2 separate regions of the Ovis aries genome follow, and region 1 is linked to region 2. A link is a contact called in public Hi-C data. All regions are on one chromosome and are shown on one strand. Each heading gives the region's core, a stretch centred on a gene start, on an enhancer-like site or on the middle of the called end of the contact. The rest is flanking DNA. Distances are from core to core; before and after follow the strand shown. Region 1 holds the start of DNAH5 (dynein axonemal heavy chain 5). Region 2 overlaps TRIO (trio Rho guanine nucleotide exchange factor).

Evidence for each region. Hi-C and Micro-C count contacts between places; a contact is called where the count stands out from the background.
Region 1: a contact with region 2 is called in a Hi-C map of hypothalamus, with 3 times the contacts expected there. The contact joins the promoter of DNAH5 here to the enhancer-like site in region 2. A contact is called at or near these places in 7 of 16 Hi-C or Micro-C datasets (blood, hypothalamus, liver and 3 more).

Annotation. Positions count from the first base shown.
Region 1 is chr16:59,309,254-59,313,430 of ARS-UI_Ramb_v3.0, reverse strand. It overlaps DNAH5 (dynein axonemal heavy chain 5), which reads right to left and starts at 1,409. Exons shown (of 78, transcript XM_060400272.1): 1 at 1,239-1,409. The coding sequence starts at 1,250.
Region 2 is chr16:59,034,012-59,038,006 of ARS-UI_Ramb_v3.0, reverse strand. It overlaps TRIO (trio Rho guanine nucleotide exchange factor), which reads left to right. Exons shown (of 57, transcript XM_060400268.1): 2 at 3,007-3,081. Among named protein-coding and RNA genes, the nearest start is that of TRIO, 120 kb to the left of the region's middle. Within about 2 kb of position 2,151, at least 32 of the 54 cell types and tissues checked have an H3K27ac peak or open chromatin away from gene starts, as enhancers often do. A contact at or near this core is called in hypothalamus and liver, where this site is marked.

The sequences.
Region 1 (4,177 bases), core at 160-2,659, 280 kb before region 2:
TACCACTGAGCCACCTCGGAAGCCACATAAACTGTACACATTGCTCTTAATTAAATCAGTATTAAATTTATGTTTATTAAATGACAGGATGCACATTTTATTGATTAGCATACTATATTCCTATAGTAATATAGCTATAGCAGTATTAGTAAAAGTCATTCAATAGTGTCAACTCTTTGCCACCCTATGGACTATAGCCTGCCAGGCTCCCCTGTACATGGAGGCAAGAATACTGAAGTGGGTAGCCATTCCCTTCTCCGGGGGATTTTCCCCACCCAGGGATGAAAACCACCTCTCCTGCATTGCAGGCAGATTCTTTACCATCTGAGCCACCAGGGAAGCCCAACATAGCTATAGCTAGTGTAAATGAAAAAATGTATACTGTAACCACAGAAATCCATATTGAAACTGATCGCGACCCTCTGAGGCCCTCCTGGGTACAAAAACCCCTCCCTGTGCCCTGTTTCTTGTTTGCAGAAAAGGCTTTATAGTCTCCTAGACGTTCCCTGAGTTCCAAAGAGCAGGAATCCCTTTTGAAGACAAAGGCAAAAACAAGTAGGTGAATTTTTTTTTCATCCTATAAATCTCATTTAAGAGAGCAAAGCCAAATGGAGTGAAACCTGATTTAAACGCGCAGAATTCCTTTCCAGCCCCCTCTCCCCTGCCCTGCACTGAGGGGAAATTACAAGACATCAGGAAACCACCCAACAGGGCTTCCTTGCACACCGTCCGGCTCCCTCTCTCCAAGGGAACTAAACATTTGCTTTTGTCCAAACCCAAGGGCTAACGAGAGCTAGTAACAGCCAACAAACTTCACACAAAAGCGGCCTCCGCCACGCCTGGATATATCTGATGCTCGCTCTGGGTCAATGGGTTGCTTGGGTCCACGGGCGGCCTTTCCGCAGCAAGTTGGTGATAAAATGAGAAAGGCGGTCCCTGAACCTGCGCTTCTGCTCTTTACGCGCGCTCTGCTGGACATGATCGACCACCACCACCTCCTGAGGGAAACAAGCAAAACTCAGAGACCAGCAACTCTAGCCCCACAAGCTCATGAAAGCGTCTTCAGGCCACCCGGCCTGAATGTGAAGCAGGGAATTGAGCCCGCCCGCGCGCCCCTTCCCCGTGACCGCGTGGACTCCAGGGAGTCCCCAGCATCCAGCATCTCCGAGGTCGCGCATGCGCCGTGGCGGGGGCGGGGCGGGGGCGTGGGAGCCGCGCGGAGGGACTGTGCACAGTACCAGCTTGTCCATGGCGCTGCGTTTCGGTGCTCCGGGGAGGACACGCCACGGGTGGGGGCCCAGCCGACTGGTGCTGGGCTCTGTTGCCCACCCCTCCCACCGCTGTCCCCAGCTCGCGCCGTTCCTAGGCGTCTGCTCCGGTTGCTTCTTGCTAGGCTAGGCTGGTTGTTTGTGGCTCACGTGGTTGCCATGGCGACGAGCTTTGCTCCGCCTGGACTAAGGGCCCTCCTCCCGTCCCCGGTGCTCCTCGGGAAGTCGAAGGAGCGCTCTTCTTGCAGCGCTCTCGCCACCGGTCCCAGCAGAGAAGAAATTCAGAGTTTTCGGCTTCCGAGCCCCAGATGCCGCGTTTTGGCTGCTTTCCATCAAGTTTCTGTTGGCTCTCATCCGAAGGTTACTTCTGGCATCAGCCAAGTCTACTCATTTGGAATTTCTCTACTGAGTTTTCTATGGTTCTAGCTTCAGGAAAAAATGAATTCAAAAGGAGACTTAGTATGTTTCCATTTTAATTCCCACAGCTTCCCACAGCCTTGCGTGTACTGTGGTTCCTTGTTGCTTCCTTGTCGGGTACCTTCACAGCTGATTCTTTAGCCTAGGTAATGAATTTTCTGGAAATGTGTAACCTGGAGGTGACTAAGATAATTTGGTAAATGCTGTCTGCCTGTCAGAACAACACCTGTACTGACATGTATGAAGTTTCCAAGAATTTTGCCCTAAAAGACTTCACAAAGAAGAATAAAAATATCTCCATCTCTGCAAACCGTCCTCAATCCTTGGGGCTAGGACTGCCCATTAGAAATGTCTGCCACATGTGTCAGCTTATACCTCTAGGAGCCATGCTTTTAAAAGTAAAAGGAATCAGGTGAAATTATTTTAGTAATATTTACCCCATAGTATTGTTACCGAGTCCAGCTTTGCTCTGCTGACCACACAGAGGCCAATACAGAGGCCACTGAATCCAAGAGAGGAGTTGTTGAGGCAAGGAATATGACTCTTCAGACAGCCCATCCACTGACAGCTGACAAAGAAGATGGCAGACTAACACCTCAAAAATTCGTTTTACTGGGGTCTGCCTGCCCATTCTTTTATGGTTCAGAGATAGGGGAGAGGAGGTAAGGAAACAAAATAAAAAGACCTTTTAATCTTACAAGTGTCTCCTAGAATGGCAAGCTTCAGGCAGGAGGATGTGTTAATTTCTTCTCTCCTGCCATCTACAGGTGGACAGGGTTCTGAAAAAAGGTACTTGAACAGGCAGAGGGGCAGGATTCTCTGAGGCAGGCCCTTGTGTATGATAATAATAACAAAACCAATGGAAAGCAAGTCAAACAGTATCAACAAGATCTCAGGATTGACTTCTCTCTGCAACGGCATCACTGACTCAATGGACATGAATTTGAGCAAACTCTAGGAGATGGTGAAAGATAAAGGATCCTGGCATGCTACAGTCCATGGTGTCACAAAGGGTTGGACACAACTTAGCAACTCAACAATAACATCCAAAATATTTCAACATATTATCAGCATAAGTTATTCATGAGATATTTTACATTCTTTTTATCATACTATAGCCTCAATTTATTTTTAATTGGCTGCACCGGATCTTGGTTGCTCTTTCACTAGTTGTGAAGAGCTGAGGTTACTCTGGTTGTGGTGCTCAGGCTCCTCATCACAGTGGCTTCTCTTGTTTCAGAGCATAGTCTTTAGGGTGTTTGAACTTCAATAGCTGCAGCTCATGGCCTCAGTACTTGTGGTGCAAGGGCTTTGTTGCCCAACTGCATGTGGGATCTTCCCAGATCAGGGATTGAACTGGTGTCCCGTGCATTGCCAGGTGGATTCTTAATCATTGGACTACCAGAGAAACCCCCATTCTCAAATTTTTACGTGTATTTTACACAAACATTGGAGCTTCCCCAGTGACTCAGATGTAAAAAATCTGCCTGCAATGCAGGAGACCCAGGTTCAATCCCTGGGTCAGAAAGATCCCCTGAAGAAGGGAATGGCAACCCACTGCAGTATTCTTGTCTGGAGAATTCCATGGACAGAAGAGCCTGACGGGCTACAGTCCAGGGGAATCTCAAAGAGTCGGACATGACAGATCGACTAACACTTTCACTTTTACACAAACAGTATGTTTCAAATCAGACCAGTCTCATTTCCAATGCTCACTAGCTAATGTAACTGGTGGCTACTGTATTAAATAGTTCAGCTCTCAGTTCAATTCAGTTCAGTCGCTCGGTCATGTCCGACTTCGCGACCCCATGAATTGCAGCACTCCCGGCCTCCCTGTCCATCACCAACTCCAGGAGTTCACCCAAACTCATGTCCATCAAGTCGGTGATGCCATCCAGCCATTTCATCCTCTGTCATCCCCTTCTCCTCCTGCCCCCAGTCCCTCCCAGCATCAGGGTCTTTTCCAATGAGTCAACTCTTCGCATCAGGTGGCCAAAGTACTGGAGTTTCACCTTCAGCATCAGTCCTTCCAATGAACACCCAGGACTGACCTCCTTTAGGACAGACTGCTTGGATCTCCTTGCAGTTCATGGGGCTCTCAAGAGTCTTCTCCAACACCACAGTTCAAAAGCATCAATTCTTTGGCACTCAGCTTTCTTCACAGTCCAACTCTCACATCCATACATGACCACTGGAAAAACCATAGCCTTGACTAGACGGACATTTGTTGGCAAAGTAATGTCTCTGCTTTTTAATATGCTGTCTAGGTTGGTCATAACTTTCCTTTCCAGGAGTAAGCGTCTTTCAATTTCATGGCTGCAATCACCATCCACAGTGATTTTGGAGCCCCCCAAAATACAGTCTGACACTGTTTCCCAGGCTGTAAACTCTAGGAAGACCCGCTCCGAACCTCCATGGAAAGAAGAAAATTGCATGTGTTCATGGTAGCAGCAGTGGTGGCGGTGGTAGTCGCTCAGTGGTCTCATGGACTG
Region 2 (3,995 bases), core at 902-3,401:
CAAAAATATTGCAGTGAAACTATTTAGAATTTACATTCTAGTCTATGTTGGGACATGTACAGATGTCATGATAAAAGTTAAATGCATTTCCACACCAGTTTAGCCCTTGACTCACGTGTCTTTCTTCTTCTGGAAAAACGGTGAATCTTACTTAATCTAGGGAGGCGATTCAGGAACTGGTTGGCTAGAGTAGCTACTCTGAAGACACTGAGGACCCACAGGAGTCAGTCTGTGGCTTACAGTGGGGCATGGCAGGTGAAGGCTGTCTCGTTTCCTCCACTTCGTTTTCCTATCAGTACGATCGTCTTCCTGTGGGGCGGTCAGGAACATGCCAGTTCTAATTAGCATCATTCTTGCCATCAAGGTCGTTAATAAATAGTGTAGCCCAGAGTTGGCGGGAATTGTCAAGGATGCCGGCCTCTCCTGGGGTCCCTGCCCAGGAATCGGGACCTTCCTCTTGCTGAGGGTTGTGTGATAGGCAGTGCCTGCTGCTGTGGTGTGGAGTCCAGGACAGCCGTGGAGGTGGCATCTCCCTGAAGGCTCCGCCCTGCCCTGGCCGGGGCGCCTGCGGGCACAGGCTGTTGAGGGAACGGCCGGAAGCAGCGTTTTCTTATCTGGTGGCGGTGGAAGGGGATCCTCTTTTCAAATCCCCGTGGGTGAGGATCCGCAGCTACGGCTTGCTCCCTCTGAGCATCCTGTCATCTGATCTGCTCCTCCTTGCCACGTGGGTGCCACGTGCAGCTTACAGAACTTTCCATCCCACACCCTGCCCTCCAGGTACTTATGAGCTCGTCTCCAAGAAGGCTGCCGTGGTGCCCGATTCCTCTTTGTATTTGCCTCCCCCGCTGCCATCCATGTTCATATCAGCTGCAACTGGGATGTCCTCAGTCTTTGTGGACACACAGTGAACCACCCAATGACGGGCAATGAACTTCTGAGACGACATTGCGTCCATTCAAGGGTTTTTGAAGGAAGCTTAAGGATGAAATTGCAGACCGCTTGGCTCCTGTCTTGCCTTTTATAAATAGCCCCTGTTTTAAAAGCTTGGTGGGTTGCCAGCGCAAGGCGGAGTATACTGGAAAGCAAAAGAGGCTGGCGATGTGGAGGCCTGGGTTCTGTGTCGAGAGAGCCCTTTCTCAGCCAGCTGGGTAGTGTGCTAAGCCCTTGGACATTTCAACTTCCATGATTTTGTTGCTGTTGAGTTGCTGAGTTGGGTCGGACTCTTTGCGACTAGTTGCATCCTGTTAAACTGGGTTCTTCCTACATGGGTATTCTGTGGACAGGGTTGTTACTGATCTATGCAATCTTTGCTTCTGGGAATGATATGTTGTAGAGACTAGATCCTGTTCTCCCAAAGGGGCCGGTGTGGTTGCTGTTTGTATGCTTGTTTCAGTAGGCTGGACTCCAGCCTCGAGTCAGGTCCTGGTCCTTATCCTGAGCTGGGAGCCGAGGCTGCAGGGAGCTTGCCCTAAACCTGCAGACTCAGAGGTTTGGGCCAAGTTTATCCACACACTTTGAGGCTCCCCTTCTGCTGCTCACGGTTTCGCCCTCTTGGTTGGAGCTCCCGAGGTCGCCCTGAGCTGTGTCCTGACTTGTTTCAGCAGCTCCAAGTGGCTTAGGCCGGGCCCTGCCCTGAAGTCCTTACAAAGGGACTTCCTCTTTCCTGCTTTTGATCCCTCTCCTGTCTGTGCCTTGAGACAGGCGATTTTTACAGGTTTCAGCCCTGTGGCAGGGCTGGTCTGTAGGAACCCCTCAGGCACATGAGACATGGAAACTCTGATCACTTACCGAGAGCGTTTTTTCTCTCTCGGCCTTCAGGTCTGTGCCTTCCATTGGCTATTACCAGCTCACAGTGTGGATCCATTCCTTGTACAGTTTTGACAAAAACAGACAGGAAGATAGGGTTGGGGCAGTAGTCTTTAATTTTTTTCAAGAGATTCCTCTGCCATGAATGACAATTACTGGGTTAAAAAAAATTTTTTTTTAGATGTAAGTTTATTTATCTTTAACCGTAGGATAGTTGCTCCTCAGTATTATGGTGGTCTCTGCCGTAAGTCAGCCAACGTGAATCGGCATTAGGTGTATGTCCTCTCCCTCTTGAACCTCCCACAGTCACTGCTTTGATGAGAATAGCCAATATCTTGAACCCAGACGACCCCTGTAGAGACCTCCAAGAGTAAAATCCCGAGACATTATTACACGTGTGAACATCTTGACCCCAAACTCCCGTGTGGGCAGCCACCCTGGCGAGTTTCGGCCAGGCATGTTGGGGCTGCCAGGCTTCCCTTGGCTTAGATGGACATTGGCTTGTCCTAAACTGTGCTTCCTGGCCAGAGTATTTCCACTTGGCCTTCGCCGACGTTGGGGGCGTGGGGAGAGTTGGTTTGATGTGAGAAGAGGGGCCTGGTGTCACCCTGTGAGGCAGGTGACACCAGACCATCTTGCCACATTGGCCAGTGACGTTCCTCCAGGGGGGCATGACCCAGAAAACCCGGAAGGACAGAGCCGAGAGGGAGCCGTGGCCGGTCCCCAGCTATTTATAATCCCTGCTCTCCTCCCTGCCACTTTTATTTTTAACCAGATTCACAGATAGGATGTGGCTTTGAGCTCCCCCTAGAGGATTTAGCGTGCCATGACTCATAGTTGTTTTTTAAAAACAATGTTGCTACTTTCTTTGCTAGTGTTTATGTTAATCATGGCATTACAAGGGGAAGATTTGTGAAACAATCTGGACTACTCTCACATCTAGTCTTTCGGGGACTGATTCTTTATTTAAGGCTGGAAATGACCTAAAGAGCCTGCTTGGTCTGGGAGCCTCTGGGTCTGCGTCTGCAAGTTGCTCTTCCTCATTAAAGGAGAAGGATCAGAGACTTTCCTTCACAGAATAAAAAGTTAACTTCATGGGTGTAAAGAAAGCAGCTGTGTTGGCATTGGAGATAAGGGTGGTTCAGAAATTAAATGACACTCAAGCAACCCAGTCATTATATTTTCTCCTTTGTCTTTCAGGGTTTCGAAAAAACGATGAAATGAAAGCTATGGATGTTTTGCCAATTTTAAAGGAAAAAGTTGCATACCTTTCAGGTAAAGTTTAACTTTCTAATCTGCTTTATTGTTCCTTGTACCTTGATACAATGTCAGAGTCCAAAATACTAAACTATAAGCTAACTCACCCATCATAACATAACAGCATTGGCATTTCAGTGGATTTTTAACTGCTCTATTCTTGTAGCGTTGGCCTAAGAATTTGGTGCCCAAAGCATTTTCTTCTAGCTGGCAGGCACATTGTTGGTCAGATAGCGTTGGTGATTATGACACGTTCGTGTCTGTCATTCACATTTTGACTACCTTCCCCAGTCAGTTAAGTAAAAGAACTGATTTTTTAAGGTCTATCATCTCAGCGAAGGTGGTGGGAATGTGACCAGATCTAGAGGTGTCCAGAATTCCCGCCTTTCTTCCCGGTCCTGGAATTCCAGGAAAGCCCTTGTGTTCCCTGCCAGTGGTCCCCTACTGAACAGTAGACCTTGGTTTTGGGGGCTCCTGGCCCTCCTGCAGTGTGAAGACAGACTCTGGATTAGTGTGCCAGGCTCTGGGGCACTCACCTGCCCTTCCTCTGCACGTAGAGGGTCTGCTTTTGGGCCGTCTGCCCAGAGGCTCCCTCCTACCTGCACAGAACAGTCGTTGGGTATTATACCTTTTTCTAATACTTTGGCCACCTGATGCGAAGAGCCCACTCTTTGGGAAAAGACCCTGAGGCTTGGAAAGATTGAAGGCAGGAGAAGAAGGGGACGACAGTAGATGAGATGGTTGGATGGCATTGCTGACTCAATGGATATGAGTTTGAGCAAGCTCCAGGAGATGGTGGACAGGAAAGCCTGGTGTGCTGCAGTCCGTGGGGTCACAAAGAATCGGACACAAATGAGTGACTGAACAATGACAAGCACCAACTCACTTGCTAGAAAAGAGAGGTTTGCAGGAGTTTTCTGCTGTGTTTGAGC